Regions from separate parts of the Mus musculus genome. Here regions 1, 2, 3 and 5 are each linked to region 4. Evidence: chromatin contacts called from public promoter capture Hi-C data. All regions are on one chromosome and are shown on one strand. The core of a region is the stretch at or near the end of the contact, and the rest is flanking DNA. Distances in the headings are between cores, read along the strand shown. Region 1 has its middle 87 kb from the start of Gm25803. Region 2 has its middle 160 kb from the start of Gm25803. Region 3 has its middle 60 kb from the start of Mpdz. Region 4 holds the start of Cer1 (cerberus 1, DAN family BMP antagonist). Region 5 has its middle 45 kb from the start of Gm11412.

Region 1 (5,392 bases), core at 531-3,030, 1.6 Mb after region 4:
GGTTTTTTGAGGAACATCAAAATACCAAACACAGTAACATATCATAATAACTCTTCATTGAATGGTAAATATAATTTTCCGAATATCTTTGATAAAAAATATCTGAAGGGATTAAAGTTCATAGCACTATGTTTCTGGAAACCCACCTCTTTGGCTCCAGCCTTTCATGTGAGCGGCATGGAGGAAACTGCCAGTGTGGTGGGCAATGAGGATACAGAGTGAGGACCGGAGAGGAAAATGATAGATAGATCAGCAATGGCTACTTGCTAAGTTGCAACAAGTAGTCCAGGTGATGCTGAAAAGTCAAAATGAGAGTACAAACCAGTCCTTTGATGGTCCCTGTGTCTAACTGGCTGTTCTCACGGTGTACATCTTTGCACGTGTGTGTGTGTGTGTGTGTGTGTGTGTGTGTGTGTGTACGCGTGCGTGCGTGCATGTGTGTGTGCGTGCGTGCGTGTGTGCGTGCGTGTGTGTGTGTGTGTGTGTGTGTTTGTTTTTGTGGTTGTTTTATTCTGATTCTCTGCCATCTTTATTGTCAAATTTCACTAAACACTGGCCATGCACTATAATGTGAATATGCTAATATTCCAAGCTAAATGATTGTCATGTCTGAACATTCTTCACTGTCAATAAGATTAAACAGTCAGGCGGAACACTGTGGCACCTGACCTGCTATCCCAACACTAAGGAGGCTGAGTAAGGAGGATCACGAATTTGAGGTGAGCCTGGGCTGCACGACAAAACACTGTCAACAACAACAACAACAACAAAATAAGAAATAATTTAGTTCCCTACTTTTATAAATGAGTTGAGTTTTTTAAATTGTCAACAATATATTGTAAAAGCTACCATTGAAAACTGTTTTCTAGCAAGTGATTTTTTATTTAACTCAAGTGTTTGGAAGTAGGTTTTTCTAAAGGATTAAATAATTTAATATGACCTCACCCTGTTCTAAGTCAAGGGAATTAGCAGCCAAGCATTAAGGGTGCACATTGGAAGCTGGGGTGACCAGGATGAATGAAGAGCAGCTGGGGCTGTCATTAGCATGTGCTTAGCTGCACTCTCCACAATCCAGACATTAGACCCGCCCAGCTTCCAGCCATCAGTGTATACATTTCCACCAGGAGGATCCTGAGATTGCTCAACTTCTACTGTCTTCACAGGGCAGGTCTCCGCAGGTGAGCAGCTTTCCCAGCGATTGTGTGTATGACTCAGAGTTGCTCTAGTGGCTGTGCCCATAGCAGTGTGAGGCAAGTTCCCATAGAATATTGCCACATGATAGTATTGAGACACTTAGAGGGAAAATAAAAGAGACTAAGCCAAAGAGGTATTTTGATGACTGTTGTGTTTAGTATTGATATGCTAACACACACTTGGTTCAATATCTGTGTCATAGTGATTGCAGTATCAGGTTCTGCACTGATTTAAGGTTTGGACAGCTTACACAGCATGCGTGCACTCTCATCACTTAAAGCGTGTGGCACTAGAAAGCAATGCTCTGACTGAATGGACAGCAAAAACATAAAAATAAAAATGGGTGAACTTGAGGCTAGTGCTGGCCACCATTAATGTGTTTATTTATATGGGTGAGCTCATAATGTATGTTTCAAAGGAAACATTAGAAACAGAAAAGTTAGAATTATCTACAGTAAATAAAAATGATAGACAAGAAGCTATTACACCCACATTAAAATATTTGGCTCCCTGGGGACTGTCAGCCTCAGCCAGTGATAGTTTGCACATATACAGTGCAACAGTGACCCCATTAGGCAGAGTTTCTCTTCCTTTTCTACCTTTCCAGGTGGACAAAAGGAAGAGATGCAGGCAATTGGGCAAAATAGGGGTGTTTAGAATGTGCCAAGGAGGGAGGTGAGATTTTAGCATTATCGTCATAGTGCCAATGATATTTAGCAAGTTCTTACTCAATAACATAAATTATTGAATTTGAATAATCAAAATTCCTGAAGGACAAGCCATATCTCTACGGTCCCCGAGGATACCGGCATAAAGTTGTCTTTAATTAAATGTACTTGAAATTCTCTAAAGTAAACCCGGGAGAGAAACTAAAACAAATCCACTGAGGAAGTTGCACTTCTGAGGTCGAACCACTAGAGGGCAGGAGAGCCCTGCTACTTTTGTTTTGCAACAGTCCTCTGGACACTGAGCCCCTCACCACTTGCCCTTGCCTGGTCCCCACCTCATGACTGGTTAAATGGTCTCTGCAGAAAGGGTCTCCAATCTTATTTCTAAAGTACCAGGCCTTTACAGTTCCCCAGGGACTTGTACAGAAGCAGAAAGCAAGTATGTATTTTACAGATTACATTGTTTCTGCTTTTGTGGAACTTTGTTTTTTGCTCTGGAGAAAAAAAAGGATAGAGCCACAGGCTTACAAGGTTTGTCCTTCCTTCCTTCCTTCCTTCCTTCCTTCCTTCCTTCCTTCCTTCCTTCCTTCCTTCCTTCCTTCCTTCCTTCCTTCCTTCCTTCCTCCCTCCCTCCCTCCCTCCCTCCCTCCCTCCCTTCTTTCTTTCTTTCTTTCTTTCTTTCAGAAAAGACCAAATTAGCTAATTTTTTACAAATACCTTCTTTATGAAAATCTAATTTAAAATGGGACAGTTTTAAAGACAATTTTAAAATGTAGCTAATTGTATTCCAAACAAAATATTCCATATAAGAAAACTAAAAGAATATCCACACTAAGTGCCAATGCTCAGAAGCCAGACGTTTTATTAATATTACTACTACTTCACAGAATTTTTAAATTACTTTGAAAGCACATTTTATGGTTTTCTTTTCCCACCCTCTCAATAGAGCTTTCATTCTGATAGGATGAGAGATTTGGTGGATTTTTTCCTGACTTAAGGTGAAGTCGGCTTGAGTGTCGCTTCAGGGCTTTAGTGGAGAGGATTTAAAGAAGCCGTTGTTCTCCTCCTTCGCTGACCTTCAGCCTCCTCTTGGTAAGTTTCATCTCTGGAACAAACAGAAATAAGCTTATCTGGCATCTTTGGCTTGGGACACTTAGAGTTACGCTTCTACAGACATATGAGCCTACTAAGTTTTCTTGCTGTAGAAGAGTATGATTTGAAAAACATTTTTTTTCCTTATAGAGAACATGCACATAAAACTATACTCTAGTCTTAGGCCCTTAGGATCACCAAAATAGTCTTCATTCTGTTTAATGGCAATTTGTATCCATTGAACATGGTAAATTCTGAAAACTAAGGCATGTTATCCCTGTGTGATAAGAGCCAAGGTTCACTAAATTAATAAACATCCAGTATTATTAACACTCCTGGTACCTTCTTAGTTTTTGTTAAAGTCTCCCCTCTTCACAGAAGTGCTTCCTGACACTTTACATTAAGTGGGTTTTAAGCAGAGATGACAGCTAATACTGTACTGTGTCAAACAGTGCCTTCAATTTCTAGCAAAAGTAATGCATTTTTACAAAATCCTTCTTTGTTTTCTCCCAATTTTTCTTTGGTAGCCCCATGATCTTAGTGCTCTGTCTTTCAGTAAGGGATTAAAAGCATGCAGGGTGTATACGTAGCCCCGGGCAACTTCCTGGAAGGCTTTGCTGAAGTCCCCTTTTAAGCTTAGGGCTCCTGGCTCAGCTTAGCTTTTTCTCTTAATGTGTAAATCGACTATTACTCACTCTGAAGTTCAGTCTACACTGATCCTTAGGAAACTGCAAGAATACAGTAGTAAAACAGAAAACAAACAAAGCAAAAGCAAAACAAACAACACCCCCCCTCCCGTACCTAAAGGAAAGGCCTTGGAAGACCTCCACCAGCCATGGGTTCCTACCGTCTTGGAATATGCTTTGGCTAACACTTTCGTGGTGTTAACCGCAAAGATGGTATCTTTATTTCCTTGGAGCAAAAGAAAAAAAATCTTCATGAGCCTTGGAACAGTCGTTGTAGACCTGTATTTGCATCGTGGCTTTTCTCAATTCGAACCCTGTCCCAACTTCTGTTCAATTGGCTATCTATTCCCCGGCTATCAGAGAATGGTGTGATTTCACGTTACAACTTCACTGTAAAAGCCTTTCTTTCTATGGGGAGCAGCACTCTTCTGAAGTAGCCGATTCTTCCCTTTGGATACTATCTTAAGTAAAAAGAGATCGTTTGACAATGTTAAGCTTGAAATGTAGTGACCTTGGTTAATCCATTATTAATCCAGTTCAGGTATCGTTCCAGCATGAACTGTCAAGGTTCCCTCTATTGGACACAAGGACCACCCTGACCTGGAAAATAATAGTCAATGAAATCCTTTTTATGTGGTGCTGTCTCTCTTTAGTCTTTATCTGAGGTGGGGAGAACTCCAACATATTAACTTTTTCTTTTCTCTTTTCTTTCTTTTTTTTTTTTCAAAAAGCTCTGGTTTCTTAATTCAACCATCACTTACTCAGCTCATATCACATACTGATCCCACATATACACTTTGAATACGGATACCCAAAACACTAGGAATAACCACCCCCACCCATCCATCTCCGTCTACTAAAATTGCTGGTCAAGAGCCGCACTATAAATAGGAACAGGGTGACAAGGCCCTGTCTTTAGAAATTGATAAAAACTTCGATTTTGGGTAAGACTATAGTTGAAGTTTCAGGGCTGGTAGAGTGCGGGGAGCAGTAAACCAAAATGAATTTGAAGCAGAAGTCACATTGGTCATGATAATGGCAAAAGCTCCTACTGGCGTCTTCAGCCTCTAGACTCTACCCTGATCTCAGTTTCAACAAGACAGCTGCCCCACAGAGCCTTTGCACAAGAGGCCTGCCACAGGATCCTGTGTCAGGCCTACTGCAGCTACTTTACAGAGCTGCAAAACAAGTTCAGGCAACCTAGATCTTTATCTGCTTTGCTGAAAGGGGCTGGTTACATTTTAATCTCGGTTATATAAATGTTTGTTTTGAAAGCAAGCTGGCACATCTCAAGCCCCTTCCTTTGATTTCCAGTAAATAACCTCTCCCTTCCCCTCTCTCCTGTTCCCCTCCCTCCCTTCCTCATAAAAGACAAGGAGTATAGAAAATTAAATAAATATATCAAACAATGCAAATTATTGAATATATATTCTTGATGCTCATGATCAGATGTGCTGTTTAGATGTTTTGTGATGTTAGCCAATTATGGTTTAGACTGGATTTCTTGCAAGCATGTGCACTGTGTGTGTGTGTGTGTGTGTGTGTGTGTGTGTGTGTGTGTGTGTGTGTAGATCAGAAGCTGCAGATTGGGAACCATGCCTTTCTCCACTCTTCCCCACTTGATTAACTGCGGCCAGTTTCTCACTGAACCCAGCTAGCTCACAATGAAGATCACCCATCTCTGCTCTCTTAGTATTGGCATTGCAGGTAGCCCCTGAGCCTGCCTAGGTTTTTTGTGGGTTCCAAACTTCT
Region 2 (6,188 bases), core at 523-3,022, 1.7 Mb after region 4:
CTTCAAAGAGCAGCGTGGGGGCATCCTAGTGATGCCTGAAGATGAACAGTTGCACAAACAGCATGGTGAGAACCGACCTGGGGTCAACTAGAACCAAACACGCACCATCAATTGGCTTTCAAGGCAACCCAGCATAGGCGTAGACTATAGACTGAGTCAAGGCTGCTTACTGAAGGAAGAGGCTCTCCAGCAAGCTGAGATCAGAGCACGAGACACATACATCAAGTAACTGGTTTTATATCACTAGACATGAAGGAAGCTGTAAATGATGCTTTCATTTAAATTTAATTTCTGCTTATCAAGAGACACCGTGGGGGAACACCAAGTGAAGAAGCCACAGGCTGAAGAAGATAGTTCTCCAACCCACAGTAATAACAGAAAACTCACACCCACATTACAGGAACAGCTTACTATATGTGGGTTTTTGGAAAGCTCAGTTTCTAAATGGACATGTCACAGAGGAAGACCCACAACTCCTTGCGAGCATATGAAAGAATGCTCAACGGCAGTCAACAGCAGAGAGCTGAAAGTTAAAATCCAAACATGTTAACAGTTCACATATATACTATATAGTGGCTAAATTAGAATGGACAAATAGTGGCCAACATCATTCCCCAGTATCATACATACTGGCTGAGGTTGCAAAATCCTGTGTCTAAACATGGGTTTCATCTCTGAGCTACCTCATTTCATACATGAAAATATTACAAGCTGTGAAGACACCAGAAATCTAGACTATTTCTGCTCCCAGACGTTTTGGACTAGGATTTCTCTACTTGCATGTCTTAATTGTGATAGAGCTTGCACTAATGAATGTACACTTGTTGTGATTCAATGGACTGCTTCCTTACAAACATCCATTTTATTTATTAGATATCAATTACTAAAAGCATTGCCATATATAAGTATGACTTCGGATTATTTCACCTTAAGTAGCACAAGACTTAGCTGAATACAAGGAAAGGGGGAGATAAGAAGATGGCCTGGTGGATAAAGAGCTTTCGAGGGGCTGAGCTTATGTTCCTACAGATATGCTGGGTATGATGGAGGTACCATCCCAGAAGATATGTCTCTGAGAGATCAGGGACCAGTGTGTCTGGCCAATCAGTGAGCTCTAGGTTAACTGAAAGACCATGTTTCAAACATTAAGGTGCCCAGTGAAGATGACAGGGTAATCCTTATGCACAAACACACCCTGCACACGCACGCATACACAGACACACACACACACACACACACACACACACACACACACACACACACACACACCCAGATGTATATACCAAACATGTGTAGAGAAAAGAATAGCAGCTTTAATTTATTGAAAGTATTTTTGCTTCTGCAAAGGGACTGTTAGTTTCTGAGCTTAGCTGTCATTCATAGCGAGTAGGTGATTTTCAAGTAATTTATTTCTGCTTTCTTGTTCTCCAGTCGCCTGTGAATGTACATGTCCAGGTGCCTTATGCTAGGTTGGGCTAGTAAACAGTCCCTTTTACTAGGGAACAGGCCCTTGCACATTCTAGCTGTGAACATCGTAAGAACATATCAGGATATTTGCTTTGTAGGTGATTTTATTTAGGCAGCACTGGGTCACTTGCAGGAGCCAATCAAGTGCAGAGTAAAAATACTTGCATCTCAAACTAGGAAACCATGCTTTTTTTAAAAAAGCATTAAAAGTGTGGTGGAGATTTTTTTTTTCTTTTTTCTTTTTAACTAGGAGCAATACAGTGAATTGAGTCTGCTGAAGAACAAAGGAAATTCCAGCTTCAGGTGGGCAGTACCCCAGCTCCCATTTCTGGCTTGACAGCTTCTTGGCAAGAGCCATGGCATCAAGCTTGACTGGATGGGAAGGAAGTCCTGAGGGGAAGCGCAGGGCGGGGGCCGGAAGAACAGCGAGGGAGGCTGGAGCCTCAGCTGCAGCCTGAGCTCCGTTTCTACGGCGCAGCGCCAGCGCCACCATGTGGCCATCTGTGGCGCATCAGCGGGAGAAACCGAATCTCAACACATTTGCAGAGCACAGAACTTGTTCAAAGGCCTGGGAAATCCTTGAGCAAGAGCATCCTCCAGCTCTTTCCCATCTAAGAGTGTCAGAGATTTCCCAACAGCTCAATTAGTAACCCATCTGGAATGTTCGCTGTCTAGGCACTTGGTATTTGTTTCTGCACTTATCAAATAATGCTCAACGTTATGTGCCACACACAAAACGGAGCAGGTAGTCCGCACACATGGAGGACCAGTGGGACATATTAACTGTGAGATGATCAGTATAAGACAAGAACTTCAGTGTGGCAAGGAAAGGCACATCTGAGCCTGTTGGGGAGCATTCAGTGTTTACATAGATGTACGTACGCTTTCCTCCCACCCACGATGAGCACAGGAATTGATACCCTAGTAACGGCGGCCCCAGAGTCTGTTCTCTGTCTGCTACTGCTGCTGGGTTTCACCAACCTTCCTGTTGTTAAGTGTGCCTTCTGTGTGCAGGAAGAGAACCGTCAAGGAAAAAACAGTGTTACAATCCACTGTTACTCATAGCTGAGTTCCTGCACCTTGCCCGTTTTCCTTGCTTCCATTTCCTGTATCCACAGTGCTTGTGTATTCTCCAGTTAACACAGTGTAAACAACTGTTCTAAAAGTGCTTCAAGTTAGTTTGAAAAGTTAAATAAACAAGGCTTCTTCAAGGGCTTAGGGAATGTGCATGATGCCCGGTTGTGCACAGGTCCACTTGTGTTCCCGTAAGCCACAAGGGGTCATCCTTGTGGAGAACCTAGTGGGGTTCGACCATTGTTTCATTTGTGAGGTTAACTCTTCTCGATCAATGTCTCTGCCACTGTGGGGTCATGGCCATAATAATGACAGTCACCCAGAAGTTTAGATTCAAAATAGCAGACAATAGGATGCTGAAAAGATACCTGCTCACACCCAGCTTCCAGACCCGGTAGCAACGACCTCTGGGAGTGAACAGACCACAGCTCCCAAATGCACACAGGAAGTCACTCTCTGTGCCTGTACCCAGCAGGTTCCCGCTGAAGTGGGAGACAACTGCTCTAACAACCCCAAACAAGGATAAGGCAGGTAATTAGATGAGCCATGTAACAAGCTGGAAGACGTGATCTTAATGAACACAGCAGATTTGTTAACAATTACCGGAAACCGAACTGTCGGGCATAATTTATGGTTACGCCCTTAAGGAGCTGAGAGTCTTCACTAATCACTTATGCCTCATCCTGTTAGTGTATTCCCTTCTTGTTTACATGTGTGCTCAGCCTAAAGGTTGATGCCTTGGCTGAGGTCATCCCTCTCTGCCAAGTCTATTGAGAATCTAATCTCTGGTCATCAGGATTCATTAAACGTGACTGGATTTAAAGAGAAAAAAAAAAGGTATCATTTGGACCCCGAAGACCAAGTTCTCAGCTCAAAGGGACAAAGGTCAGGAAATAAAAAACAAAGACAGGAGATAGAGGACAGAGAGAAAGGCAGAGGAACAAGGCAGAGGGGGCAGGGATATCTGCCTAGGTATGGGGCAAAGGACTGCCTCTGGATAGAGAGGAGACAGATGTGGTCCACAGGAAAATGGCAGTTTATAGAGGTAAAGAGGGAAACCCTGTGTTTGGATGAGGTGTTGAATTTTAATTGGATAAGTTAATTAAGGAAGCTGGGGGGGGGACGACTTTTGATTGCTGGGTTTCAGTCCTTTGATAGCTGGACCTTGGCAATCAGCCTCAGGAGGAAGAAGTGGTCAAATAGCAATAGACCTTGGTGGTTAGCTTTAGGAATATAATCTGCTTTTAACAAGGCAAGTGGGATGGGAGAAAAGAGCAAGACCTGCCAGAGCCATGCTCACATACTTGAGTCCCTTCAAAAATCCACTAGAAGATTGGAATTGTCTGTGAGAGTGTTGCCCTGAGAGGACTCACTGAGGGTAAAAACCCACCTTGGAAGTGGCCAGAAGCCACCCTGGACATGGGCAGCAGCACCCATTCCATTGCCTGGGACCCCAAACAGAATAGAAATGAAGAAAGGAGAAAGTTTGTAGCAGCATTGTTTTTCAACTGTTTTGCCTGCTGAGCTGGGTGTTTCTCTGCCCTGACACTCTCCCCTCCTCCCGTCCCCTCCTGTCCTGTCTGTTATTTACTGAAACCCTTGTAAAAGTTCCTATTAGTTTCCTTGAAACTGTAAGCTGAACTGCCATCCCACCCTTAAGTTGTGCCATCAGGCTTATGTCCATAGAGATAAGAGAAGTCACTTGAGCATATATTTTCCATCCAGCTTGTGTCACATTGTGGATGTCAAGGTCTAGTAGATGGGGGGGGGGAGGGGTGCTTCTAGGCCCATAGTCCTCTTTGAGAGTTGGTTCCTTCTTTGGTGGATCAGCCCACAATACAGCCCCCTATATTTGTAACCACACCAGACTTCAGTTCATCTTCTTTGGGAGAGTCCTTTCATCTTGAACTGAAATTTCCTGTAAAAATAAGACAAACTGAAGCCAAATGGAGTCTGCATGCTCTTGCTTGTAAAACGTAATTTCAAGATCTACATGGTGGGATCTGCTTCCTTTACTGATTGATAATTCTGAGTCTTATGTCCTTTGTGGTTTGATGACAATGTCTTTCTATTCATACTATCATGTGAGAGAAAGAGAAAGGACTCTACTTAGAACACACCAAGTTTGCAGTCATCGAATCTCCTCTGCCTAGAATTTCAGTATATCCGAAAAACCTGGTTTTAATAAAACTGAGATTCTACATTTGAATTTGAATCTGACAAGACACACAATATGTGAAAGATTTCTATGATTCTCTGAATCAAACCTGTATGTGTTCCTACATAAGATAAAATAGCTAAAGTTCTGTAAAAGTTTAGACTGTTATGGATATTGTTGGGACAAGATGAAGTGAAATGAATCCTCATATAAAATAATGTGACTGTATTTTTCAGACTCTAACAACTCATGGAAAAGTGTGCCTTGCTCTGTTATTATTGGGGTTTGTGGTTATGAACAAATGTTTTTTCCTTTACAAAAAGAAGCTGCTCAGTTCTCATTTGGGCCAGCTTCCAGAAAGGCATCCTTGGTCAGGGACGCAGAGCATCCTCACTGCAGAGTAGCACAGAATGTGCTGTGAGCTAACCCCTTCCTTCTCAAAGTACTGCTTGCACACAGATGCAGGACGATGGGCCCGAGTCTTCAGCAGTGGTTCCTATTAGCTTCCTTCAAGCACAACGGTGATTTTTGTATTTCTAGACCATAAACATTCGCATGCAATATAAACAATGCTCCCCATTAAAATGCTTAATATTTTCATGGTCATTTTTCTAGAAACTTAATGTCCCCAAATCTTCCCAGCCCAAGCCCTCAACCACTAATCCTGGTATGCCTGTGCTCAGTGTAAGCAAGGTTAAAAGTCATGTATACAGCCGAGACAAACCCCTCAGCGACCAGGGGACATTTCATCAGACAGCCCTCTCAGCCTCTAAGATTGTTCTAGTTTATATAAAATTGAATCAGGAACAGCCTGAAAATCATTTCAAATCTGTTTATCACTCTCGTGATCTCATTAGGTAGCCTTTACTGAGAAGTTAAGAACATTTCAGATGCAAAGCCAGGCTATAGTAGATTGGGTCTTTAACATGCTTTCTCTCTGGGTGCGGATTTGAAATTCAGAGAATAAACTGCATGGCCACGTGCACCAAGTCCTCGTTCTTGTGAAGGACAAACGGCTTGCATTGTTAAGGATGAGGGCAGGAGACTGTACTGAAGACTTTGTTTGGTCCATCTCCGCAAAGTCCTTCATGTGTGTCCTTATGCAATAATAGCAGCCAGAAAACATGGCTTGACTGTGGCTCTGGAAAACCTCTGTATTCGGATGCTCAGTAGATGAATTTACTTACCCTTCACAATCGCACTCTGAGGTGATTCTGTCGTCCCCACTCGATAGGAGAAGACACTTTGGAAAGGTGAAGTGCATGCCCAGAGTCTTGGAGAGAACTCACAGTGAGGGTGGGGTGGTCTGCCAGACACTCAACCTCTTCGATCAACAAAATCCTTTAAATCCTTTACCCAGAGACCCCAAACCATCCTTAGCTTGGGATCTCTTCCGGACTCCATATGTCAGCAAGTTCCGAAGGGCACGGAGAATTTGCCTGCATGCTAATTCCCTAATTTGCCTTCCCAACTCATACAACAGTTCATC
Region 3 (5,312 bases), core at 1,914-4,413, 1.4 Mb after region 4:
TCTCCTCTTTTTGCAAGAATCTATATAAATTGTTTGGGGCCAACCCAGTTAATTTACAGAATCTGGAAATTAGGATGTGCACAACACTCAGAGAGGCACTCCCCACTGTGCGGCAGGGAGAATTCTAGCAGCATGTTAACTAATGTGTGTGTATGTGTTGTTCATGGAGAAGTATGGTTAGTTGTTGAAGAAGCACCAGGAAGGAGATAGTACAGAGAAAGCAAACTGAAGGTTGTTACTTCCTGGAAAGAAGAGTCAGCCATGGGGCAATAGAAATGAAAAAGGACCACAGATTGGAGCAGTAAGAGAGGCAGACAGATAACGGTCCTCAGGTTTAAAACAAATCCTCGAAAACTTCACATTCATACTGATAAATCTTATCTGAATAAAATTCTTGTCTAGAATATTTTGGGGAAAGTATTCTAGCATTTTCTCTAGAATATAGTGCTGAATGGCTCTGCGATAATCTTGACTTGCAGTCCTGTGTCAATGCTTGAATAGCAAAGCATATTGACTCCAGGTGAGGAACCTGACGAAAAGCTTAGAGCTAGGAGCTAAACTCAGCAGGAAGTAGCAAGAAGGGATTTACAAGCTTGACTTAGAGTAAGAAATAAAATGAATATCATAGAATGGAGAGATGAAGATTGATCACCTGGCTAAGAAAACACAAATATAATTAAGGTTCAAAATAGTGTATTGGAAAAAAGAAAGGGAAATAATGTAAAAGTGGAATAACAAAAACCCAGAAAAAAAAAAGATGCACCCTGTTGAAGGTTACCAGAATTTCACTGCCCATAAAAATATAGAGATTAACAAGAAGTAATGCAGAGATGTCCCACTGCAGCCTGAACCCATCGGACTTCGTCATATCTTGGAGTCACCTGGAGTACGTTCTGACACCTTGTTACTCTCCTGACTTGATATTTCAGAGTTAATTTTTCGAGAGAAAATCTGGCCTGACTCTTCTTTGTGAGCCTTGGCAAATTCTTAGTCTGTTGGTGGTATGGCTGCAGGCCCAACTCTCATCTAGTGAATGTAGGCAGTGACTGCATGTTTTTGGTATGCAGGCCTGTTTATATGTGTACCAGAAAAAGAACTTCAGTGTAAAGGAAAAAGCCTTTAAGGTATTTCAGCCTTACAACAACTGCTAAGCGAGTGGTGGGCTACCTCCTTGTTTCTGCACAGGTTTCCCTGGCTTTGTTAATAAAAGCCAGATTCTCATTTCCATGGTTACCTTATGACAATGATGAGCAAGAAGTGGAGAGAGAGCAGATGTTAAGAGAGTCAACAAGTAATGAAACTTATCCTTCATTCCCAGTGTTAGAAGTTTGTTATTAAAAGATATGGAAAGGTAGAGCTAACATCTTTTCTGGTTTGTCCTTTCTATGTGGCTCAAGTAAAAGGCATTCTTTACCCAACAAATCATTATTGCTAGCATTATAAATTTCTAACATTCTATCAAAAGTTCAGGCATAGTATCTTTAACAAATTAAGTATCTTCAGAAAATGAAAATCTTTAGTGTACCTATTCAGATGTTTGGCCGTATGGTGCCAAACACCTGCATGTTCATTCAAGAAGCCTTTGTTGAAATGCTTGAACAGTTATGTGATGGTAAACCAGCTCAAAGACTATGAGTCCCAGGAGGGCTCAGAGTTCATCTAGTTTCTCCATTCTAGAGGTAGCGGTTGAGTGAAGAGGGTGGACAAAAAGCTCCGCTGTTTCAGATGGTGGAGGTGACTGTCACACTTAGAGTTGCTCCTTGCTTACTGTTGCTCATGTCAGCATGTTTCTTGTCAGGATGGTAATAACTTTGATTCCAGAGACTCAACTAGCTGAGTCTTAGAGGTGTGGTGCAAAGAAACAACCACAATAAAAAAATACCTAAAAAATCTTTAAAAATTTTTTTCTTTTAATTCTCAGGATGATCAGTTAGTCTCAAAACACAGGAAAAAAATAGAAGCTTCTTCTCATTTACTGCTAACATTCCAGCACTGCCCAAGGACAGACACTGGCCACAGCACACATATGAAAACAATTTGCAGTGCCTATCAATACAAAATGTATTAGCTAAAGTCCTTGGACTTGAAGTTAACAGGAAAGGTTTAAGATTAATGGGTCTAGAAATATCATCATTTTCCCTTGGCATGGTCTTCACGACATCTTCAGATTCTTAAAAATGCAACATTCTGCTATGAATCTACTGGTTTATCCCTTCAGTTGATTTTGCGAATCCCTCAGACCACGAAACAACAAAAACTAAGGCATGAGCTTTGTGCTACGTGCCACACAGATGAATCGCTATCTGATCTTGTTGCCCTGAGAAGAGGGTCATGCCACACGTATGGAGGTTGTCAATTGCATGGGTGTTTTCTAAAATCCACTATGAAATTAAACAATCTAGGAAACAAGTCAAACTACTATCGCCTTAAACATTATTCTTTCAATAATAATAGCTTAAATTATATTTTACATAATCAGCTATGAGGTATCTATTGAAGGTAAATGTAACTATACAGCTTGAGTCCCTTTGGAAGGATGTAAGACAATTATGCGCTTTTCCCAGTTCTCTGACGACATTTCTGGCCAGATCATGAAATTAAATCCAGCCAAAATTAGATAACAATGAAAACCTTACAATTAATTTATAAGTGCTCTTTCAAACTGCAGAAAGGCTTAAGACTGAAAGCAAAGCAAAACAGTTTGAGCAAACATGTTCATGGTAAGCCTGTACATAATTAGCAACATACAATAGCAAACACACACACATTGTGTGGCTTGACTTTTGACACCTCGCTTCTGTTAATAAAATGTCACAAAAAAAAAATGGTGACTCAATTGAAAATGTAGCATTCATGTGTGGCAATTACAGTTGGGATTTTAATAACAAAAACTACCATTTGTTTAAAATTTAAATTTTGCAGGCATCTTTTGTACGTTTTCTTGTATAGCTCTCATAACTTTAAGAAGAGATGAAACGTAGAAAACTAGAGCAATTCTTCCCTGGGTTGCATAACTAAGAAGAGAAAAGTCAAGTTCCAGATCCAGTGTCTGGTTACAACCACCTCAAGGTTAATTTTCACGTTGTGGACACATGAGCATTTAAAAAGTAATTACCGTAGAGTTGAGATGAGATTGTGAAATGGAAACAGACAGATGGACACTAACTTAACTCTGCCACAGACTCGGTGAGTAACTGTGTCTCAGTCACTTCATTAGAGCAAACTCCACTTTCTCATTTACAAAGCAAAAAGTTTCTCTTGGTCATTTGGGAAAAGCATGGCTTCCAAATCAAATGACTACTTGTGTCTCTGAGATGACAAATTGTAATGACTAAACCTATCCGGATGTCGAAAGGATAAGCACATTTTAAGCCAAACACAGACTTAAAATAATGTGTTTCTCTGTGAACCTTTTGATAACTAAATCTAAGTAGCAGTTACTAGCTTTTTATCTGTATTTCACAGCACCACATCTATATGGTGATATACAAGTGAAGATATACTAAGATGAAATTCTCAAATCTTCATAAATAATATTCATTTTCTCTGTGTTGCAAAAATTAATTTGAATGCTTATGGATATTTTTCTAAGTTTTATCTTTCCTGAAGAAATCTGTATAGACTGGGTTAAAAATATTTTCAGGAAAATTTTAAAATGAAGACAAAAATAAAAATCGATTACATAATAGACTGGGATTGGAGCAACATATAAATCCTACTTTGGAATGAAAATTCCTATCAATCAATTATACAGTGTGTCAATGCAGTCGTAAATTGAACAAAGATTGAATTTTAAGACCTTACTTATCCATCATTCTTAGTATTCATTTCCTTATTAAAATGAAAGGAATTTTCCCTCTATTTTAATGGTATCTCTCCCATTTACAAAATCATCCAAATACTTTATAAACGGAGACTAATTTCCTGTCTCAGCTTTACTATGTTTTGCCAAAATATCCCCAGTCCAAAATCAAATAGCAAATCCATGATTCTGAAATGGCCTCAGTAAGCCAATTTTCCCTAACCTCAGTGTCGTCTTCTTCTTCTTCTTCTTCTTCTTCTTCTTCTTCTTCTTCTTCTTCTTCTTCTTCTTCTTCTTCTTCTTCTTCTTCTTCTTCCTCTTCTTCCTCCTCTTCTTCTTCTTCCTCCTCTTCTTCTTCCTCTTCCTCCTCTTCTTTTTCCTCTTCTTTCTCTTCCTCCTCCTCTTCCTCCTCCTCCCCCACCCATCTCCAGCCTTCCTTCATCTTCCCTGTTCAAATGGTTCTCCCAGTCCACAAGAAAGCCATCTTCTGCATTAGGAAAGAGACTTCTTTCTAGTAAAAAAATAGTCTTTGCTTTTATAACCTTAGATACCTTGAAACCCTGTTCCAATTAATCATTACTTCCTTGACTTGAGGCTTAATATAAAATATTCATGTCTACTTCCTGCATACCAACAAGTGATTTCCATTTACCATCCAGCATCTTTATTAGCTTTACCTGTGTTCTTGCTGTAAATTATGAAATGAATTATAAGTTTCAGACTAACTGGAAAAAAAATATATATATATATAAAATTACCCAATGACTTCCACCATTGCAGCATACCTGCAACTCAAATTTGAGGATTATGCTGCTATACAACATAAAAACATAGTATGATGATGGAATATTAGTGTTGTTTATTCTCCATTTAAGTGGACAGGGTAGTATTTTTCTCTCACATCTTATAGTAAACTCTAGGGTTTAGAATATACTTAGCTATTTAAATTTTTGGCAGGATATGATTCTGTTCTAGAAACATACTTTATTTATGTTTATACATTTTGATTTATTTCTATGCCTCTTTGCTGTGTCCCCAAAGCCTCATGTAAAGCACATAGAATATTAGAGCAGAAATATATGAGAAAGAAAAAAGTAAGCCAGCAGAGTTTAATGAAGTTAATGGTGAGACAGTTATAGAAATGAACTGGTTACTTTCAGATTATCACTCTGGCTCTTGCCTTCATGGAGTCAATATTGGAGGGCTGTAGAAGGAGAAAGAAATATAGTTATGAAATTATTCCCTGTATCAAACATAAAGAACTATAAAGATCTCAGAAACAAAACAGGTCATAATTATTTCAAGGGTTGAAATTTGGAGCATTTAGAATCTGAGATACGAGGCTCAGTCATGGCTTCCCTCTCCAAATAGTGAATTTCCACCAATCCTTCTACCTTTCTTCCAACAACAACCTAAGGCATGCTGACAAAATGAATTAATACTAAATGAACGGTTCTAACCACTGTGTTCAAAGTGTATCAGTTGGTGGTCTATTTTACTACAAGCCTAA
Region 4 (6,019 bases), core at 890-3,389:
AAGCTTTAGAACTGATCAGACAGTTATACATCGCTGAGAAAGGGGAGCTGCCCTGTCCTGAGTTGTGAAGTGGAGATCTGGAAACCGCCTTTTATTTCATGCTTCTCCCAAGAGGTTTCTTGTCAGTCAGGATACTTGCACATTTGAGCAACAGGAATTGGCAGGATAGCAAAAAAGGAAATTCTCTAGGAGTGATTTGTAATGGGCATTTATAAGAACCAAAATTTGGGCCCAGAAGATGGGAAGTTAAGACCACAAGAAAATTTTAAAATGAGTGACTGACATCCCCATAGGTAATAAAATTAGAAAGCCCGTGCCCCTGGGTATCTAACCTACTTAAGGCAGGCGGCAGATTTTAATCATTTTAGTCATTTTCCAGTATTGATCCTGATATTTCATCTACAGTGTAAGTCTTCTATAAATGTCTGTTCAACAGAAATTGTTCCAACTATATCCAATAGCCAGTAATTCCAGAACCAGGTAAGCTGAGACCCCAGGTAGACTCCCTGGATTAATGCTTAGTTGGGACATGCTAGACCCTGTGTGACTGACAGCCACGGGATTTAAGCCACCAGGAAATGTATCCTAGTTGGCTTTCACACCGTATTTATTACCAGGAGACTTAATGGCTGCTCTGGAGAGCAGATTGCATTGGACTGCTGAGGGCAACTAAGACATTCAAGTATCGGGTAAGGTTTTAAAGAGACTATTTAAAATAAATGATGAACACCAATGTTCTGGCGGTATGGGTCGGCAGCCTGTCAGGGAATACTAGGAAAGTCACCATGGACCTCTGAAACAAGTAAAACATATATGTTTTAGAATTTTAGTAAAATGATAATCCACTTAAACACAATTTATAAAATAACTCAAGCAAGGCTTTGTCTCAAAGAACTCAGCAAGGCCAATCAAGAACACAAATGCCTGGAAAGACCTCACAGTGGGGAACTTGTGGGGAGAAATCTGCATACTAAACAAAAGAGGATTCGTTGCATGTTATCTCTGCCAGCAAAAGAAAGGAATGTGGTGACTAAATTAAAGGGGGAAGAAAGATAAGCAACTGTGTTGTGTTTCCCATTGGGAGGCCATTTTGGGTGGACACACCTGAACTCCAAGGTTTCTCTTTATTGATAGGTTTCTTGTACCCTTGGCTAATTTCAATTGCCATTTTCTCCCCTGATCCCTGAAGGGTTGTGTTTATTGAATCTGATCTTTATTGAATTTGATCACCAGTTCCTTGGAACTAAGGCAGAAGATGTGGATTCAGTCGGGTAAGGACCCCGACCACCCCCCCACACACACACACTGGTGCAGCTTCACCCCCAAATCTATCAGGCCTGGTTTGTATTCCCCTTTCTCAAGCCTCAAAGTTAAAGAAAATAATAATAGTGACAAAGCGGTTTGAGGGGCCCATTATCCTCCTTGATTGATGAGATGTCATTGTAGGTCACTTGGGATCCTGTGGAGAAATTTGTAAACAATTGGAAGAGTTTACTGATCTCTGGCCAGTTGTGAAATTTGGCACTCAGTGTTTGTTTCCTAATGTGAAAGGATTAACTCTAGAGTTGTGAGTCTCCCTGTATGGATAAGCAAAATGATTCCCTTAAGGCAGCTGTGACCAACAGCTTCAATCCACATGTGGATACAAGAGAAGGCATAGAAGGCTCCTGTCCAACAAAGCTAATGTGCTTTCCTAACCACTGTGCTGTGGCAGACATCTTTAGCTCTCTCTCTCTCTCTCTCTCCCTCTCCCTCTCTCTCTCTCTCTCTCTCTCTCTCTCTCTCCTATTCCGTGTCTATTCTACCCCAACTCAGTGCAGATGTGCAGCAAATGTGAGCTGAGTCTGTTTCTTCTTCTAATGTCAGTCATGAAGAGTTCAGACAAAAAGCACGTTGTTTTTGCCAGTACAGCCACTCCTAAATCTCAGACAACAGCTAAACCACCAGCTAATTACCCCCTGGGTCTCGGGCTTTCACTGGGGCCTTAAACACACAGAGCCAAAGTGAAGGCAGGACATCATTAGCACTACGTAATGTGGGCAAACACTTAATGTGTTTGCTTTGCCCACCTGCTGACCACCTGCCTCCCCATGCTACCAGGCAGGTAGCATATATGTGATGCCCCGACTGTAGCCGTGCAGAGGGAGCCTCTCTTTTAGGCCCGTCCATCTGTGAATCTAACCTCAGTCTCTGGGAATCAGGAAGCATGCATCTCCTCTTAGTTCAGCTGCTTGTTCTCTTGCCTCTGGGGAAGGCAGACCTATGTGTGGATGGCTGCCAGAGTCAGGGCTCTTTATCCTTTCCTCTCCTAGAAAGGGGTCGCAGAGATCTCCACGTGGCCAACCACGAGGAGGCAGAAGACAAGCCGGATCTGTTTGTGGCCGTGCCACACCTCATGGGCACCAGCCTGGCTGGGGAAGGCCAGAGGCAGAGAGGGAAGATGCTGTCCAGGCTTGGAAGATTCTGGAAGAAACCTGAGACCGAATTTTACCCCCCAAGGGATGTGGAAAGCGATCATGTCTCATCGGGGATGCAGGCCGTGACTCAGCCAGCAGATGGGAGGAAAGTGGAGAGATCACCTCTACAGGAGGAAGCCAAGAGGTTCTGGCATCGGTTCATGTTCAGAAAGGGCCCGGCGTTCCAGGGAGTCATCCTGCCCATCAAAAGCCACGAAGTACACTGGGAGACCTGCAGGACTGTGCCCTTCAACCAGGTATGCATTCTAGAGGGTAAACCACCAGTTTGCCAGACAGGGAGGACAGCTGGACAGCTAGGACAAACGGCAAAATAGAAAGAGTCTGGCGAGAGCTCGGGCCTTGTCTAGTTCCAGATTCAGTCCTTTGGGTATTCATTGTGGGACGTGGCCAAATGTAAGCACATTTCCCTCATTTATTTTTCATGTCTCCAGTGTTTCTTGGCATGATGGAAATGCTTCATGCTAGCATGGTAGCATGCTCAGTATCGGTAGTCCCCGTATTGAAGGCACAGAAGATTGTTGAATTTGTATATATTTGGTGGGTATCATCCATATAGAAAAGCAAGGCTAAGTCCCCAGTTTGGAAACTGGGAATTTAGAGCAATTGCCTGAACTACCCTGTAGCTTCTCTCCATACTCATGAGGATAGGTAGTAAAGCAAGCAAATCCAACTGGAGGTGAGGGGGGCTAGGTTGGACATCTCCCGGGATACCCCAGCATGCATCTCTGCTACTCAGCTTATTACTTTACAGGTTCAGGAGAGCTTTCTTTAATTGTTGCTAAAACTATTTGATGCTTAGAATGTTCCTGCAGGGACTCTATGTTGAGATTCTCACTATCATTTCTTGGCATTGTGATGGCAAACCATACTTTAGAGTGGAAGTTATGTTTCTCATTGGTTTTTAAAAAGTATCTTAATATGAAATCAGGAATTTCCTTGACGTGTCCTAACACGTGCTGGCTAATTTATAGCGATCGGCTCTGCATGATTAGACAGAGGAACATTCTACTTCTCTTTCCTTCCTGACAACACCTACTTTCCAAATGCTAAAATAAAATAAAGAAACTGCGTCAAGAAGAAACAGAACCAGAAACAGTGCGGGAGAGACTAAAATTTTACAGTCTAGTAACACTGCCCAATTAAGCCGGCAGTATTCTAAGGCAATTGCCTGTGTAGCAATGACGGGTCAGTCATCAAGTAATATCCACTTTGCTGGACCATGTGGAATTAGAAAATTGCTCCTAAGACTCAGGCAATCAAGTTTCCTTTGAAATTCTTACTTTTAAATTCTATTGCTAATTAGATTAAAATTAAGGAGTTTGAGTCATATTTTGAGTTTGAGTCACATAAGACTGGGTGTATGGGGTTCTGAGAAGGTGGTAAAGGTGGTGTATGCATCGCGATTCTGCCACTTAGAGTGCTGAACGCTGCACAGCTCAAGCGAAATAGGACAGAATTCAACTCCTGCTCTCTGGTCTTTGCTGATTAACGGACCAGTATTTATTGAGAAGCTGCTGTGTGCAATGCACTATGGGTAACAGAAAGATAAGATGTGGTGGTTAAATAAGAAAGCTGCCATTATGGCTTCTTGACTCCATTTGGTTATATTCAATTAGATGAGATACTTTAGATTAGAATTAGATTTTTTTTAAGTATGCTGTTTTTAGTGGGAGGTTTTTCATGTTAACTTAAGGCTTTTAAGAGGTTAACTGATAAGTAACTCAGTAAAAAGGAAGTTTTTTTGTGGTGGCCTTGTCCCTAACAAACATCATCTCTTAGATATCACAAAATTCGTCCCAAAGTGGAGAGTTTAGAGCACTTTATTCTAAATCATCCGTCTGTGCCTTGAGTGGTCTGAAATGTCTCGAGATGACCCTAATCCATTTGCCTTTCAGACCATTGCCCATGAAGACTGTCAAAAAGTCGTTGTCCAGAACAACCTTTGCTTTGGCAAATGCAGTTCCATTCGTTTTCCCGGAGAAGGGGCAGATGCCCACAGCTTCTGCTCCCACTGCTCGCCCACCAAATTCACCACCGTGCACTTGATGCTGAACTGCACCAGCCCAACCCCCGTGGTCAAGATGGTGATGCAAGTAGAAGAGTGTCAGTGCATGGTGAAGACGGAACGTGGAGAGGAGCGCCTCCTACTGGCTGGTTCCCAGGGTTCCTTCATCCCTGGACTTCCAGCTTCAAAAACAAACCCATGAATTACCTCAACAGAAAGCAAAACCTCAACAGAATAAGTGAGGGTTATTCAATCTGGAAATGTTATGTGAGTTATATAAAGATCAGTGGAAAATATCTTTCTCTCTCCCTCTCTCCCCCTCTCTCTTCTCTCTATTTTCTCTCTCTCTCTCTCTCTCTCTCTCTCTCTCTCTCTCTCTCACACACACACACACACACACACACACACACACATGTTTGTGTTTAGACAGGGTCTTATGTATTCTCAGCTGGCCTCAAACTCACAATGTGGCTGGGGATGATTTTAAACTCCTGATCCAATTCCTGAGTGCTGGGATTACAGACATGCTCCATAATACATAGCTCCCAGAAGGATTTTTAAAAGAGATTTTGCATGTTTCAAAGTTGCCTTTGAGACTCAGAAAATATTTTGATTCTATTGAATGGGCCTTGCCACAGATGTGGGACGCAGCTTGCTTGGTGGCCCATGTATTTTTTTTTTTTTCTTTCTGTATTCTCCACATGAAGTTTTTACTGTTGGTTATCTGGCGTTGAAGAAGGAATAGTGAAGGTACTCTTAACAGTTTACACGTGGAAGGGGCTCAGGCACTAGGAACCAAACCTTTTCCCGGAATATGAGGAAAATACATGAACAGTATTAGAGTCACTTGAGGAAGTTACTAGGAAACGCCATAAGTCTCCAAGTACATTGTGAGTCATTTTGAAGGACAATCGTGTATATAGACGAAATCTTCTACTCGTATGCTTTTGAATCTTCTAGCAAGTTAGGTTTCTATGTTTGGGCTTCTTCCTATTGTCTAAGAGTATGTGTGACAAATTCAACCTGACAAATACCTCAATGGCAAATTCTGACCCTGATCTGAGTGTTGTGATATATTACATTGTAGAGTGTGAGAAATTCTTGGACTTGCTGCGCCACATAAATGTCTTGTATTGGTCTTTCAGAAGCATTTCTGGAATAGATTCATGGGCTTATGACACTGACCACGGGTTTCACAAGCAGCCTCTGTTTAAGTCACTCAATCACCGTCTCTTAGCTACTGCCTCTTCCTGCTTGTATTTACTTATGTCCAAATACTGTGCAGCACTGGCTTTTCCCAGCCAGATTACTTTTTAATAGTAATTTTTCAAATATTTTATTTAGAAATTACTTGATTTGGATCCCTTTACTTTCAGTACACACACACACACATTCCTGAGTAATGACTAATTACTGTTTATAAAGAAATTAATTTCACATTATAATTCTATTCCTTTTAAATCACCATCTAACATGGTACCCTGAAGAAGCAAATGCATTTAGAGTTAGTGTGTATTATGCAACATATCAATGTAAT
Region 5 (5,567 bases), core at 1,228-3,727, 1.1 Mb after region 4:
ACGTTAGCATGTCCTTGGGATTTGCCATTGCTCCAGTCTTCTTTGTACAACCATTTCTAGCCAAAACTGTTTCATGGTAGGTGTAGGCTTTCTCATGTGGTCCTCTCTGAGCTATAGAAGCAGAAGATCTGATGTAGATGTATCCATTGGGGCTTCCCACAATCATTTTATCTCAGCAGTTGTGATCCTTAGTGCGGGTCTCCATTTGCTGTATATGAGGAATCTTTGGTGAGGGGTGGTATCTATACTTACCTGTGGGCAAAAGATTAAGATTTAGAGAGGAAAATGGATGGTGACTTCAACTCTGGGGGAAGGAGTGAGGTCAATACAGAAGCAGCATGAGGGACAAGGGACCTATAGTATCAAGATTATTTGATAAAGTTTTAAGGGATCATATTATTTTATATTAACCTACAAGTATGTGCAATCTATATAAGCATATATGTACACAACATCTTAAAGGATTTTATGACACTTAGGCCAACAGATAGTGCCTCCACAAGAGCCCTAGACTAACAGAAACCCCAGTGCCAAGAATAAAAAATGTTTTGCCTAATGGTTGATCAGTCAGGGTAGTTCAAATGACTCCCCCTAGCAATATAGATGATTGCTTTTGCCCTTGGTTGCCTTTCAGTGGTGAAGGTTTAAGTCCCCATTGCTGAGGACACAACACACTTAGAGCACAGAATTCAGATGATTTGAGCTGGATCTTACCTGAAAGCCTCTGTCCGTAGTGTAGATTCCATGATATCAGAAAATTCTACGAAAGGTGCCAAGGGAGAGAAGCAATTAAGTAGTCCTACCCAGGGGCCACACTTAGTAACTACAACAAGTACAGGCACAGCAAGATATCTATCTGTTAAAGTACAATACACGGGACCCACGTGTTAGTGGTAACCAACAGCTGCCTAATTGGCCCATTCCACAGGATGGAAATTATGTCTGTTAATGGCAACCAAGCCAACTTCCCTGGGCTAGTGAGGTCATCAGTAAAACAATCTACTACCACCCCTTTGCCAGGCCAGCATAACTACTTTCTTTGTTCTATGTTTAAAATTTTAAAATAAAACAGGTCAAATAGCCTAGAATTATCTCATCAAAATGAATTTTCAGCATGATGACTATAGTTTAATAATTACTATATTTTTGAAAATGCTAGGAGAGTGGTAATGAGTATTGTCACAAAATGATGACTTTGTAATGCTTTTGTTAATTAGATTTAACCTTTCCACAAAATATTTCAAACCCTCATGCTACATATAAGTATGAACAATTTTATGTGCTTATTTGAAAAGTTAAATTTGTAGAAAAAGAAAATTAAGTGTGTAGTTTTTGTTCATATTTACTTGCCAATTTCCATACAGACTAGAACTCTGTTTATCAATGTGTCACGTTCTTAGGCTAAAACATTGTGGAGTAGTAATAATGTTTTATGAATTCTGGTATTTATTCAGCAAGTACTCAATAAATGTGCTGTGTGCAGTATAAACAGTATTGAGGAACCGTGCCCTGTAAAGACCAAGTAAGGTCATTGATCACTTGATCACTGCCTTTGCAAACTATGTACTGAGGTTGGAGTGTGACTGAAAATTGAGACAACACAGACAGCTACCAAAAGCAAATAATCAGATCTGGTTCATGGGTTCATAGGATGAGTGTCTTGCTTCTCTTGATTCCTAATACCTACATGGTAAGGTGCCACCTGTAACTCCAGTCCCAGGGACTTTATCTATTCATCTTAACTTTTTTGAGTACCAGGCACACACACACACAGAGAGAGAGAGAGAGAGAGAGAGAGAGAGAGAGAGAGGCAAAATACTTGAATACATAAAATAATACTATAAATAAATCTTTGTAAAAAGAAAACTTTTAATGGGATGTTAATGGAAAGATTCATGTTTCAGGACCAGCTGAATTACATTCCCTAAGACTGTCACTTACAAGTACTTGTGTGTTTCTATTACTGCTAAATTAGGTCAGCTTGATCAATGAGGGAAAATCATTTGGCCAATTTAATGAAGTCAAAGCATTCGTGTTGGGGTAGCCGTTTCGGCTTCCAAAGCACACATTCTCCAAATGTTTGCTCTAATCGTGTCCTCACAAGACACCGCAAAGTGGGAGCTTTTAAAACGAGGAAACAATGACAGAGAGACTAGCTGGCCTAAGTTTATGAGCTATTAAGTGTATGAGCTGGATGGGAACCTAGGCTTATGAGTTAAATCATGTTCTTTCCACTCCACCACTCCACCTCCCAAGTCGTAAGTGCCTCTCCATGGAAATGTGGAATACTTAGCTGTCCAGATAGGTTCACACTGTGAATTAAAAAGTCACATGATGACGATGTGGAGAAGCATTTAATTCATGGCAGTCATGTCTGTTCTCTTCAGTGATTTTCTGTGTTGTTATTGGCCTATCCTCAAGGTGAAGGCCCATCATGAGTGCCATACAGGACTGTCAGCATCACAGCTGACCATGAGGCTCTGCATTTGATGGTGTAAATATTTGCAGTGAGTGCTTGGTCTCCAGAGTTACCGTCCCATTCTTCTGGCTCCACAAACTTAGATTTCACTGAACAAGAGAAAAAAGTAGACTAGCGTTGGATAGTGCAGGAACTTCCACCCTCTGGCTTTCCCAGGCCTTATTTTCACTGGCAGAACTAACAATAGCACTGCAATGCCTACCACCACCCTCCCAGAATCTGCACCTGTAATTTTCAACTCTCTTCTAATCAGATGTTCAGCTTTGACTAAGCATTCTTTAATTACAGTTTGAAAGCTAAAGAATGCCCTTCTAGTTTTCCCAGGAGAAAATAAGAAAAATTAATGAAATATTGGTAGAAGATTCAATTATTTTTAGCAGCTAGAACCTTCTCCAAGTGCAAGAAGTTTCTGGAGAAGAAACTGTCTTCAAGTATGTTTCTATTCCAGAAGCTCTCACCTCACTGGCTCTGGGAGGAGAAAGTGAGCTATTAAATTGCCTCCGCTGGAGTTTGACAGTTTCATTCTGCCAGTAATGTTATATGAAAATGTTTAATGTTCAAAACTTGGGATTATTAAAGAGCAGTTGAAAACAACACAAATGCTAGCCAGGTATGAAGACAGATTAATTTTCAAAAATATTCCTGTCCTGGTCTATTTCAATCTTATAACTTGAATCATTTCTAAACACCTTGAAGCAGGGGAATTTCAGTGAGAAACCTGATTCAGTTTTCTTCCATTTTACATCCTGGAGAGTTTTGCAGAACTTACTTTAGACTCATAGAGAAGTGACTACTCTATGTGCGGATGGTTTTGTTATTTCCAATTAGGAAAACACAATTGCCTGCAGTGGAAACTTCTAGTTTCTTTGGAAAGTTAGTTATGTCAAATGATGCTTTGCTGTGCCACACAGGTGAGAGAATGTTTTCCTGAAGCAGACACAGGTGAAAGAATGTTTTGATATAGCAAACACATGAAAGGACGCTTGACGAAGGAGTATAAATATGACCCCACAGTCAGTGGGAGATGAGCACTGAACACTGGTTTGCTCTGCCTCTTATTCTTTGCTAAAGACACACAAGTATTGGTTTACCATACATAGCATTGTTGAGCTCAACTTGTGATAACACTACCATTGAGAGAAACTTGCCCAAAAACTGCTTGTGAAGTTCCTGTGGCAGCTTGCTACTTCTGCCCCCTCACCTTAGCAACGGTTCCTTCAGGATTCAACTAGAGTTGCTGGTTCATGCCCGGAGACTGCTTGCTGAAAGGACTGGACTGTAGCTAACAATTCATGCGTGGTGTCTTCCTGCCCTGGAGGACTGGTTTGCAGCTGCTGAGTCATATTTGGTGTTTGCTATGAGATTAAACTGCTGCCTAAGAAGATCAAGCTTGCTCCCCAAAGAACTATTGCTGAACAGGTCCACTTCCAATATACACTAATAACTTTTCTCTTCCACAACCTCTGCTGTGTGGTTGGCTACAGGAGAAGCTGAACCCTTATTAAAATTAGATTGTAAAAAACCCAACAATTCCCACTATTCTGATGGGTATTGTTGAATCTTCCCATCATGGTTTCTATCTAGTTTGGATTTGATTATGGACATAAGCCCTAGTGCTCCCCTACTTTGAAATCCACACAATTTGGTTGTGAATGTTCATGGTATGTCTTTGTTCTGCTGGAAGTCCGAGGACTAATTTTCCTAACTGCGACCAGGTATCCCTCTGATGTGACTTTTGTACCAATTGGGCCGTGACTCTGTGATTCTTGTCTAACCCGAACCTGGTTTATTCCTACCTAGAGAGCCACTCAGTAAGAGAGTATCGTACAAGAGAGTTAGGTTCAGATGCAGTGTATCAAGTGATAAATGATTAGAAAATGAAATTAAAGTGTGTGAAATAAAAATGTATTACATACAGTTCCTAGTGAGACTTGGGGAGCTGATGAGAACCCAGGGAAGGAAGTCTACAATCGGTAAGATAAGGAAGAGGATCTGTGGAATTCTGTCTTATACTAAGGTCCATGGACAATATTCATTTTTTTAGTAGTTTCTCTTGGAGGATGTAGATTGTCAAGTTTAAAGAAAATAAGCCGAAGTGCATCCTTCCTTACATGACTCTGATATTGACCATTAAGTTTTATCATGGCCAGAAGTTATGGGATGTGTCTTATATTTGCAGCCAGTGAGCTGGGAAAAACATATATATATATATATATATATATATATGCACATATATATCTTCTATGTAAGTATATATTCATGTATCTATATATGCCCACATAATATATATATATCCATCCATAAATGTATATATATCCACATAAGAACAGGCCAGAGCCCATGGTATAGACCTGTGTTTCAATAGCTTATATGAGGTTTCAAAGTAAGTAAATTAAAAAGTCTATGACATACATATATAATTAATATGTATCCCCTCTGTGGAAGTTGCTTTTAAAACTATAACTAGAAAAATTTTAAAGAGTAATGACTTTATAGAAGCTTCCACACAGAGATTATAAACTAATTTTTTACAATTACAGAAGTTTTCCTATAACCTCATAGGACCATAAAGTTTACATCTGAATAGCTCCTGGGAAAAACATTAGAGGCAACCACCACGGGTGTGAGCAAACGCCTCTCAAATTCTGCTTAGCTCCATTATTTTTCAGGGCAATTCACTCTTGATTTTGGTGCCTCCTTGGAACCACAGTTAAAATAGGCTGACTGGGATAATCCAGTCCATTCTGTTATCCATATTTGGTGTCCCATTGATAAAGCAACTGTCGTGCTGGTAACATGATCAACTATCTAGCACTAAGCTCTTCTAGACTCGGAAGGATGCACGAGGCACTCCGAGGGGAAAATGAGCAGGAGCACATGGGTGACATAGTCTGTGTGCTGTTTCCTTTTCCACTTACGCTGCCTTTAGAAGACCTGTGCAATGTCAGAGGAGAGATGCTGAAATGATGATAAGACATTACACCTCCCAAGCCTTTTCAGATCGCTCAGTTGTTCCTCATAGTACTCATTAGGAGTCTGAAGAACTCTTAGGAAGTTGAGAAAGGGGCTGGGGTTTGAAAGTCACCCA

Evidence for each region. Promoter capture Hi-C pulls out the DNA fragments that hold promoters and counts their contacts.
Region 1: a promoter capture Hi-C map of liver shows a contact between it and region 4, with 5 times the contacts expected there. The contact joins the enhancer-like site here to the promoter of Cer1 in region 4. A contact is called at or near these places in 6 of 39 promoter capture datasets (the 3T3-L1 cell line, frontonasal cranial neural crest, liver and 2 more).
Region 2: a contact with region 4 is called in a promoter capture Hi-C map of hippocampal neurons, with 11 times the contacts expected there. The contact joins the enhancer-like site here to the promoter of Cer1 in region 4. A contact is called at or near these places in 11 of 39 promoter capture datasets (the 3T3-L1 cell line, 3T3-L1-derived adipocytes, the C10 cell line and 7 more).
Region 3: a promoter capture Hi-C map of the 3T3-L1 cell line shows a contact between it and region 4, with 12 times the contacts expected there. The contact joins the enhancer-like site here to the promoter of Cer1 in region 4. A contact is called at or near these places in 7 of 39 promoter capture datasets (the 3T3-L1 cell line, 3T3-L1-derived adipocytes, cranial neural crest and 3 more).
Region 5: a contact with region 4 is called in a promoter capture Hi-C map of liver, with 2.7 times the contacts expected there. The contact joins the enhancer-like site here to the promoter of Cer1 in region 4. A contact is called at or near these places in 6 of 39 promoter capture datasets (the 3T3-L1 cell line, embryonic stem cells, hippocampal neurons and 2 more).

The regions. Positions count from the first base shown.
Region 1 is chr4:81,248,884-81,254,275 of GRCm38.p6, reverse strand. No RefSeq gene overlaps it. Among named protein-coding and RNA genes, the nearest start is that of Gm25803, 87 kb to the left of the region's middle. Within about 2 kb of position 1,780, at least 17 of the 459 cell types and tissues checked have an H3K27ac peak or open chromatin away from gene starts, as enhancers often do. A contact at or near this core is called in liver, where this site is marked.
Region 2 is chr4:81,174,650-81,180,837 of GRCm38.p6, reverse strand. No RefSeq gene overlaps it. Among named protein-coding and RNA genes, the nearest start is that of Gm25803, 160 kb to the left of the region's middle. Within about 2 kb of position 1,772, at least 61 of the 459 cell types and tissues checked have an H3K27ac peak or open chromatin away from gene starts, as enhancers often do.
Region 3 is chr4:81,499,877-81,505,188 of GRCm38.p6, reverse strand. No RefSeq gene overlaps it. Among named protein-coding and RNA genes, the nearest start is that of Mpdz, 60 kb to the right of the region's middle. Within about 2 kb of position 3,163, at least 7 of the 459 cell types and tissues checked have an H3K27ac peak or open chromatin away from gene starts, as enhancers often do.
Region 4 is chr4:82,881,271-82,887,289 of GRCm38.p6, reverse strand. Cer1 (cerberus 1, DAN family BMP antagonist) reads left to right here and starts at 2,139. Exons shown (of 2, transcript NM_009887.2): 1 at 2,139-2,713; 2 at 4,373-5,539. The coding sequence starts at 2,207. The coding sequence ends at 4,684.
Region 5 is chr4:81,785,456-81,791,022 of GRCm38.p6, reverse strand. No RefSeq gene overlaps it. Among named protein-coding and RNA genes, the nearest start is that of Gm11412, 45 kb to the right of the region's middle. Within about 2 kb of position 2,477, at least 6 of the 459 cell types and tissues checked have an H3K27ac peak or open chromatin away from gene starts, as enhancers often do. A contact at or near this core is called in liver, where this site is marked.